Linked DNA regions of Mus musculus: all the other regions are linked to region 1. Evidence: chromatin contacts called from public Hi-C data. All regions are on one chromosome and are shown on one strand. The core of a region is the stretch at or near the end of the contact, and the rest is flanking DNA. Distances in the headings are between cores, read along the strand shown.

The links. Hi-C and Micro-C count contacts between places; a contact is called where the count stands out from the background.
Region 2: a contact with region 1 is called in a Hi-C map of uterus, with 2.6 times the contacts expected there. The contact joins two enhancer-like sites. A contact is called at or near these places in 1 of 15 datasets of contacts at CTCF or cohesin (the NIH/3T3 cell line) and 6 of 484 Hi-C or Micro-C datasets (cerebral cortex, embryonic fibroblasts, myocytes and 1 more).
Region 3: a contact with region 1 is called in a Hi-C map of uterus, with 4 times the contacts expected there. The contact joins two enhancer-like sites. A contact is called at or near these places in 4 of 484 Hi-C or Micro-C datasets (lens fibers, nephron progenitors and uterus).

What each region holds. Positions count from the first base shown.
Region 1 is chr1:185,771,969-185,774,642 of GRCm38.p6, forward strand. No RefSeq gene overlaps it. Among named protein-coding and RNA genes, the nearest start is that of Gm35023, 150 kb to the left of the region's middle. Within about 2 kb of position 1,358, at least 16 of the 459 cell types and tissues checked have an H3K27ac peak or open chromatin away from gene starts, as enhancers often do. A contact at or near this core is called in uterus, where this site is marked.
Region 2 is chr1:186,101,155-186,103,828 of GRCm38.p6, forward strand. The region is part of intron 2 of Lyplal1 (lysophospholipase-like 1); the gene reads right to left. Among named protein-coding and RNA genes, the nearest start is that of Lyplal1, 15 kb to the right of the region's middle. Within about 2 kb of position 1,302, at least 14 of the 459 cell types and tissues checked have an H3K27ac peak or open chromatin away from gene starts, as enhancers often do. A contact at or near this core is called in uterus, where this site is marked.
Region 3 is chr1:186,042,925-186,045,598 of GRCm38.p6, forward strand. No RefSeq gene overlaps it. Among named protein-coding and RNA genes, the nearest start is that of Lyplal1, 73 kb to the right of the region's middle. Within about 2 kb of position 1,302, at least 20 of the 459 cell types and tissues checked have an H3K27ac peak or open chromatin away from gene starts, as enhancers often do. A contact at or near this core is called in uterus, where this site is marked.

The sequences.
Region 1 (2,674 bases), core at 108-2,607:
TCTTCTTATCAAAGGGTAGATCTTTTAAATTTAGTAGGTGAGTGTTTATCATAGGACTTGGGAAACCTATTTCTGAATGGAATTTTAAAAATACAGCCCAATATAAAAATATCCTTATGAGGGACTGAGGAGATGGCTTAGTCTAACACACTCCTTGTCTGTGCAGGAGGACCCAAGTTCAGATATCCAGCACCTACATCAGAGAGCTAGAGATGATCAAGTGCAGATCTTAACCTTGGTGTAGTAAGGATGAAGACACGTAGAATCCAGGAGCTTACTAGCCTGGCCAGGCAGTCGATCCTGTCACAGAGTAGCCAGTTCAATGAAAGAAGGTGGGAGCATTCAAGGAAGGTACCAAACGTTGACTTCTGTCCTACACACACATACACACACACACACACACACACACACACACACACACACACACACCACATGTCTCTTGCTCACCATATATCTATATCTATATCTATCTCTATCTCTATCTACATCTCTATCTACATCTATATCATCTATATCATCTATATCTATATCTATCTTCATGAGTTAGCTTTCATGACAAAGGGAGTAACCAGGGGAAGATGACCTCTGTGTGTGGCTTCCATCTCCCTGCTCTGGAATAGTAACTTGCAGAAATACTCCAAGGAGTTATCGTGAGCAGAATGCCACATGCCAGGTTTATTGTTTCTATTGGACACATTTCAGAACAGCCTGTGACTTTACAATGACTGCTTCCAGATCAGGCTCTATATTCTAGTTGACATTTTAAAAATTAGCCTTTCCCTACAACTGAAAGAGCCAGGACCCTATCTGCCCTTTCTGCTAATAGTTGGTAGGAAACATGAGCCACACAATGGCAGACATGGACCCAACTCAGATTGTCCCCAGATAGAGAGGGCTGAGTCTTCATTTGTTTGGAAAAGTAAAAGATTGGAGCTATTGATACGTAGCAGTTGTTCAGGGCATCCTCAAGTCATGCTTCTACATAGCACAAGGTGGGTCTGTAAAAGGATACTGCCAAGTAACCCCTAGAAGGAAGATGGAATAATTTTCTGAATAACATTTGGTTTTTGTAGCAACACTAGGGCTGGGGCAAAGATAAAATAAAAATGCATTTATAGTCCTGGAAAAAAGAAGGCAGGCATTATCTCCCTCATAAAACCAGCTGCTCACCCTGAAATTACATTTCTTCTAGAATATTTTATTTTATCTTTGATCATTATAAATTATTCTTTTAAAGTTCTATTTTTTGCTTTTTAAGGTTCCGATTGAGAAAGCAGTTGGCATCCCTACACACCAGGACTTACACAGGCTTATTTATTGAAAAACCTCTCAAGTACTTCCCTTTCCACCCGTCTGAACCCATCAGGGTTGCTCTGTGGAGCTGTCTTGTGGACAGTTATGGGCAGAGTCGGCTAACCACCTCTGGCGGTAGAAGCGACTTTCCATGGCTCTGAGTGCCAGATACATTTGCTTACTCAGAGTTTCACTTGACTCATAACCTTTTCTTGGTGGTGGTGGTGGGGGGTGTTTTGTGTGATTCTGAATTACAAAGAGTTGACTGGGGAACTTAAGGGGGAAAGGGCTTAGAGAGGAAGATGGAGGATCAAGGGGCAAGGTGGCCAAGTCCTTATGTTGTTCTAGGTCTAGAGATGGGTCTTGACGGTGGAATGCTGGAGACTTCATCCCCACAGGTAGTTCCTTTCACTGGGAGAATGTGTGAACACAGTACCCACGCTTCCAGCAGAAGGAAGCTGCTCTTAGAAGCAGCTTGGCACGGTGGGCTCTTGGTAATCTGGCAACTCATTCCAGAGGCTCGGAGCCGCTGGAGACAAGGTCTCCTCCCCTGTTTATCCTGAAGCATCTAAAAATCTTCCCGAGGCATTGTATGAGCCAGCATGAAGACCATAGAGCCCGGAAGCAGAGGGATCACTTTATTAGCAGCAATAACAATACTAACAAATAAATTACTAACGATAATAAAACAATCACCAGCAGTTAGGATTTTATAGATCACAGAGCATTTTCTCCTTCATTTTCTCATCTCAGATAATGGCCATTTGTTACAACGCTGCTGGCACTGAGAAGATTCAATACAATCATTCTCAGATCAAAGGAGGGATTTTCTCCCAGCCCCTGGGAGTGGTGGTAAAAATGAATTGCCTAGGGTATTGACTTGGCCACCCCAGAGAAAACAGGAGGGAGGGGAGGAATAAACGGGAGGATCTGGATATGATGCTATTCTGTGAAGCAGTTTGCTTCTTCCCCCTAGAATTTTAACTGCACCCTTGGGATGTAAGGGGCTGGATAAAGGATCAGATGGTCTTTGAATGCCGTACTGTGTTGAAACATAAAGGGACTTCATAAAAATCCTGGGTTGTGAAATATTAAATATTTGGCATGTGTTGTAGTTGTCAAATGAAATTAGTTATATAAGCAGAACTCTCTAGCATGGTTTCCCTTTGTCCAGCGTTGGAGAAAGGGTTTAGTGAGGAAAGACCAAACCATCTGAAGGCTAACTTGTGAAAAACCACTTCCCTGCAGAGGAACATCTGGAGACCTGGGAGATGGCTCCCCTGGTGAAGTGCTTTCATGAGGACCCGAGTTTAGATCACAGCACCAACAGGAAGGAGGGGCTCAGTGGTGCACATCTGCACTCCCCATGCTGGCCGGTGGG
Region 2 (2,674 bases), core at 52-2,551, 330 kb after region 1:
ATTCGAGGCTTATAGAGTTTTGGGGGAGTAAGAGCAAGAGCATCCAGTCTTCTCCCCATACGGACGCACTCTTCTCCACAGTGTCTCACAGAAATCCATCTGAACACTCCTCACCTATGCACCTTCTCATTAGCGAGTGCTGAGTTCCCACAATTCTGTCAGTCCCTGGGCATTCTGGTCCCTGCCAACCATACCAGCCCCCTTCCCTATGCATCAAATGACTATGTACATAAACGTTGTTCATGCTCATAGATAAACCTATTTGACAACTGAATCATCCTTTCTCCCCATGATATATATAGATCCCAGCCTCTGTGGACAGGGTGACATAAAACATGCCTAGTTAATATAGATGCATGTGTTTTTCATGTAGAGGGGCTATTCCTAGGGAACAGAGACTGAGAATCGTATGCTAGGTTGGAAGGTACAGGTTTTACCTTAGTACATGTTTCAAAGTTGCTTCCATAAAGGTGGTAAAAATCCATCATTCTACCACAAAGAAATCTACCTTTCTCCAAAGCATCTGTACAAGCAGGTCCCATGGAGGAGGTGCTGGGTACTAGCATGCTCTCACGTGAGTGGGTCCACCAACTCATCAAATGCACTTCATTGGTTTAACATGGAAAACTGCCCAGGTTTAACTTAGAAGTTCAAATGCTTTTGATGTGGCAGGACTCCTTGCTGATCTATGCATCTGTCCGTGGGTGCCCCTGCCCCAGACTCCTCGCTGATCTATGCATCTGTCCGTGGGTGCCCCTGCCTCAGACTTCTCTTACCACCATCACACTAGTCGTCATGCTTACTACATTAGGCAGTCATTCTTATTTAGCCAAGAAGTCATTCAAAACACTTAGAAAGTTTAAAATTCTCATAAATGATTCTCTTTAAACATCTTTGGAGATTTTCAATTAATCTGCGTTATTCGTGGAGGTTGATGTTTTCAGAGCAAAGCCTGGGAGGAGGGCAGGCTTCTGCAGACGGAACCCTCGGGCTTCTCACTGCTCTATCCAGGCCCTCGCTTTCTGTGGGGAAGATAGAAGCCCACAGCACTCCTCTCAGCCAGCTAAGGAGATGGCTCAGGGACAAGAGAGTGCAGAAGCACCCAGGCCTTGCTCCTCCCAGAGACATCCTCAAGGTTAACTTCAAGTCCACTGCACTTGAAAGCAGGTGTTTTGTTCTCAGTCATTGTTACACACTGTGAAGTGTTCCCTGAGGCTGAAGTCACAGTGAAGGCCAACTCTAGAGCTGAGTGATACCCAGTCCTCTGGAGGTCCATCGACTTCTCTCTCCATTCCCTGCTATTTCTCTCACTGTTTATTTGTCTGTCTAAGCACTTAAATAAGGATGATATCATCGGCTAAAATGTGAATCATTCTGGGAACGCGGCCATTAATGGGAAAAAATGATCCTCGCTAACTCTTTCCCCGTTGACAATGCCTTATTTGATTAATCTAGGTAGATGCTCCACTGAGGTAAAACACAGTGAAAATCCACATTTACGGATTGGGATGGTCCGGGTCTCTCACTTCCCTAAGAAAAAATTAAAAATTTCTGTTTAAATGGGATCATTAAGATAATTTAATGGGATAAAAAAAAGGCTAGAACTCTTTTTGCTAAGAAAACAATCGAGAGTACATAAATTTCCAAAGATGTTAGAATAACCTTTAAATAAAGCATAAAAGATTGTTTTTTAAACAGCTAAAAGGCTTGGCACATATGTTATATTCATTCACTTTCTTCCTCAAATAAATCACTTTATTAGCTGGTATAAAAACAGTTCAGACATTACCACAATAAACAAATATGTTCAGCAAAGAACATCTGTGCGGCTCCTAAACCAATCAATCAATCAACCCGTTACACACTGCTCAAGTATTAGACTAGAATACATGTCCAACACTTTGATTTTTTTTAATAAAAAGGTATTTGATTGAACACCCACTTCTGTTTTAATCTGTGTTCCCCTAAAGTTATAAGAGCCAAAAGATCATCTGTAGTCTGTAGGATAGCAAGCTGGCTCTGGTCTCTCTTTGTCCTCATTTCAGAATTCTCCCAGCATGCTCTAGGCTCAAGTGCCATTGGACAGCTCATCAGTGAGTTGGGAGCATTGCATCAGATGTCCTCTCCCAGCCCTGTGTTCCCCATCATTCCCTGTGCTGGCTCAAGGCTCCAGTCAGATGATGTCATCAGCGCCCTCTCCCAGCCCTGTGTTCCCCATCATACCCTGTGCTGGGCTCCCACTGACTACTCAGGTGTCAACTGAAAAGTCACCTTTGACTCCTCATTGCTGCTTCTATTCTGCAAGGACTCTGTCTCACTAAAGTCACTGCTCTTCACAGTGCTCATCATTGGAGATTGTAACTGTTGCCATTTTCAGTCTGATCATGAGCAGTGGACCTCGGACATCCACATGTACAGGAATACAGATGCCTGTGCACACCCCTATCTGTGCACTCACTCCCCTTGTGAACATGCATTAATTCACTGAAAATGATAAGCACTCCTTTTTAGGTGGGGAAATGTACAGTCAACATGTAGAGGCACAGGCAAGTCTGATGGGTCTTAGGATTTTTCAAATTATCAACAGAATTTATATCATAAAAAATATAAATGGACTATCAAACATTGTTATTTTTTAATGGAAAGTCTGTTATTATATCTAAACTAAGAAAAC
Region 3 (2,674 bases), core at 52-2,551, 270 kb after region 1:
TAATCTATGAACAAAATGACATAGGGAGGTATCACAAACCTTAAAGAGACTATGTAGCTGGCTTCCTCTGGGTAGAGTTTTCATTAACAAATAGGCACCTTTGTAACTTTCTTGGTTTGTCAGAGGCTGACGTTACCACAGCTTCGTCTAGGAATGAAATATCACTGCTGTACTTGGGAGCTGGCTCATGTTGTCAGGCTATTTTGTTGTTGTGACTGACTTTGGCTTTGTATTTAATGTATTTAATGTTATTATCTCTGTGGGAATACGTCCCAAATTTATGTGGATGGGTACAGTTTCATGAAAATTAGATAAGTGGTCTAATGTGTGGGCCGGGAGGTTTATGAGTGATGCTGTTTGAAATGACTTTCTGTTCTTCCCATGTGGCATTCAGGATAACTCCTTCTAGTATATTATGAAACATAAAAGGGGAATTTGTGTTCTGTGTTCAGAAGAAACACCAGGAGTTATGACTGTTCCTGGGAAACAGCAATATAAAAATGGAGTTTCCTGGAACGTTGGAATTCATTTTCAGAGACTAGTCAGCTCAGTGTTTTCCAGTATTGATTCGGTTCATCTATACATTCTTTGTGAGCCTTCACAGGACCAGCATCAGAAGCCATGTCTCACAGTTATCTTCTGCCTACCCCCAAACTGCATCTAGTTGTTGTGGATTCAGTGTAGATTCATAATCATCACTTTTTTTTACCATCATACAATACTATTGCACACTCTTGAGTCATATTTATTATTTATTTGTCTATGACTCATCTTCTCAAGAACTCCTTGACAAAGGAGCTCACATCACACTGTTTACTTCAGAGCTTCCCTGGGGGCCGGACTCCCAACTTTAACATAAGAGAAATGTGATAAACTTTTATTGTCTCAGTGTTTGGCTTACAACATATCATATAACCCGCTGCTCTGAATCCATGCAATCAAGGAAGGAAACACTAGGCAGACTGAGAGAATAGTCTGTGTATACCCCAGGGCTGTACCCAGGCTGGGATAACCCTGCAGACATTCTTTCTCTCCATCCCAGTTTATTGTCAGTGCTTCTTCTCAAGGAAGAACACACACAAAAAAAACGTGAAACTAAGAAAAGCAAATGGAAACTTCAAATACAAAGACACTGGCTTTCCGAGGGGGGAAAATATACGGTTCAGCACGCTTACCCTCACTAATAATAGACTCTATGGCTTTGAAAAGACTGTTGTCAAAATAACATCAGTGAAGCACTGAGGTCATAACTGGCACTACTGTTTTGGCCCTGTGACCAGTTTTACATCAGGGACTTATTTTCCAGTTTCTTTCCTCCCAATCACTGCAATCATTTGCTCTAGTAGAGTCTAAATTGAATGGCGCGCACCATAAACCTGCTCCCCACTGCAGCTCACGCTGGCATTGTAAAAACGCAGGCAACAGTGGGAGGCATTGAAGTGGCTCACACACTGACCTCTTAAAAACCAAAGAGTAGGAAAGAACATCTTACAGCCCAGGTTCCTCCAGAATCCCACACACGGGACTCCTGACCGCCCTGGCTTGGTTGGACACTCATCTCCACTAGACACCATGACCCAGACATGAGGACAGTGGACCCAGCCTTGGTCCATTCACAGACCCACAGTGTGAAGCTGTTCCCTGAAGGAGAGTGCCCTTGAATAACGATGTCCAATAGGTAGCCCTGCGTTAGTTTTGCTGGGCAAATCTAGGGAAAATAAATAAGAAAACTCACCAAGACTCCATCAAGCTGTTCATAAAGGACTTTAGAGGAAAAACTCTTATTCATCAGCCCATTAAGTCTATTGGCTCTGCTGTTCCCTCAAAAGAGAAAAAAAATTAAAGAGATGATGTAACTGAATTACTCTACCTAACTAACTGACGGCTTGAAAATTGAATTTGTCTTTCTTTTCCTGACATCATCACCAATAATAAAACTTAAGCTATTAAAACAGAGTTTTCATCAGGAATGTGTGATACAGACCTGTATATAGAATTTTTATGAGTAGGTTCTGACTCTGGAACTATCATATAGCTACATGAAAGTGCTTGCCATGCAGGCACAAGGATCTGGAGTTTGAATCCACGGGCCCTATCTAAAAGTTTGTTGTGGTGGCATATACCTGACATCCCCAAACCAGGGGTAAAGGAACTGGGGAGGGACACAAATAGATCCCTTGAGTTGATTGACCAACCCAAAACAGGAAAAAACAGGGAAAAAGAAAAGGTGGGAAGTTGAGTGGAAAAAAGACTCAGCATGGAACTCTGGCCTCAGAAACAAATGAATACACACATGCACACACCCGTGCATGTACACATCAGTAATATTTATGCACAGAAAGCGGAATTAGTTTGAATGACATTTATTATGCTATGGTAAGCTGAATACATTTCCTTATTTTTCAACATCTTCAACATTGATTGCTTTCTCTTCGAGTGGAGTTATCACCATGGCCTGTGAATTCTGATGCAAATAATTCTTTTCTCCATTTCTCTCTGAGTGGTTTATAGTCATTTATGGTATTTTCTTTGTGATCTAACTATCCTTAAAGGACATGCCTCTTAAGTTTCAAATACCTATGACTCAAGTTCTTACCCACTTAGAAAAGAAGTGACTTACCTGCCAGTTACTTTGCAGTGACTTTAACTTAGCATGGCGTTCTGATCTGTTCAA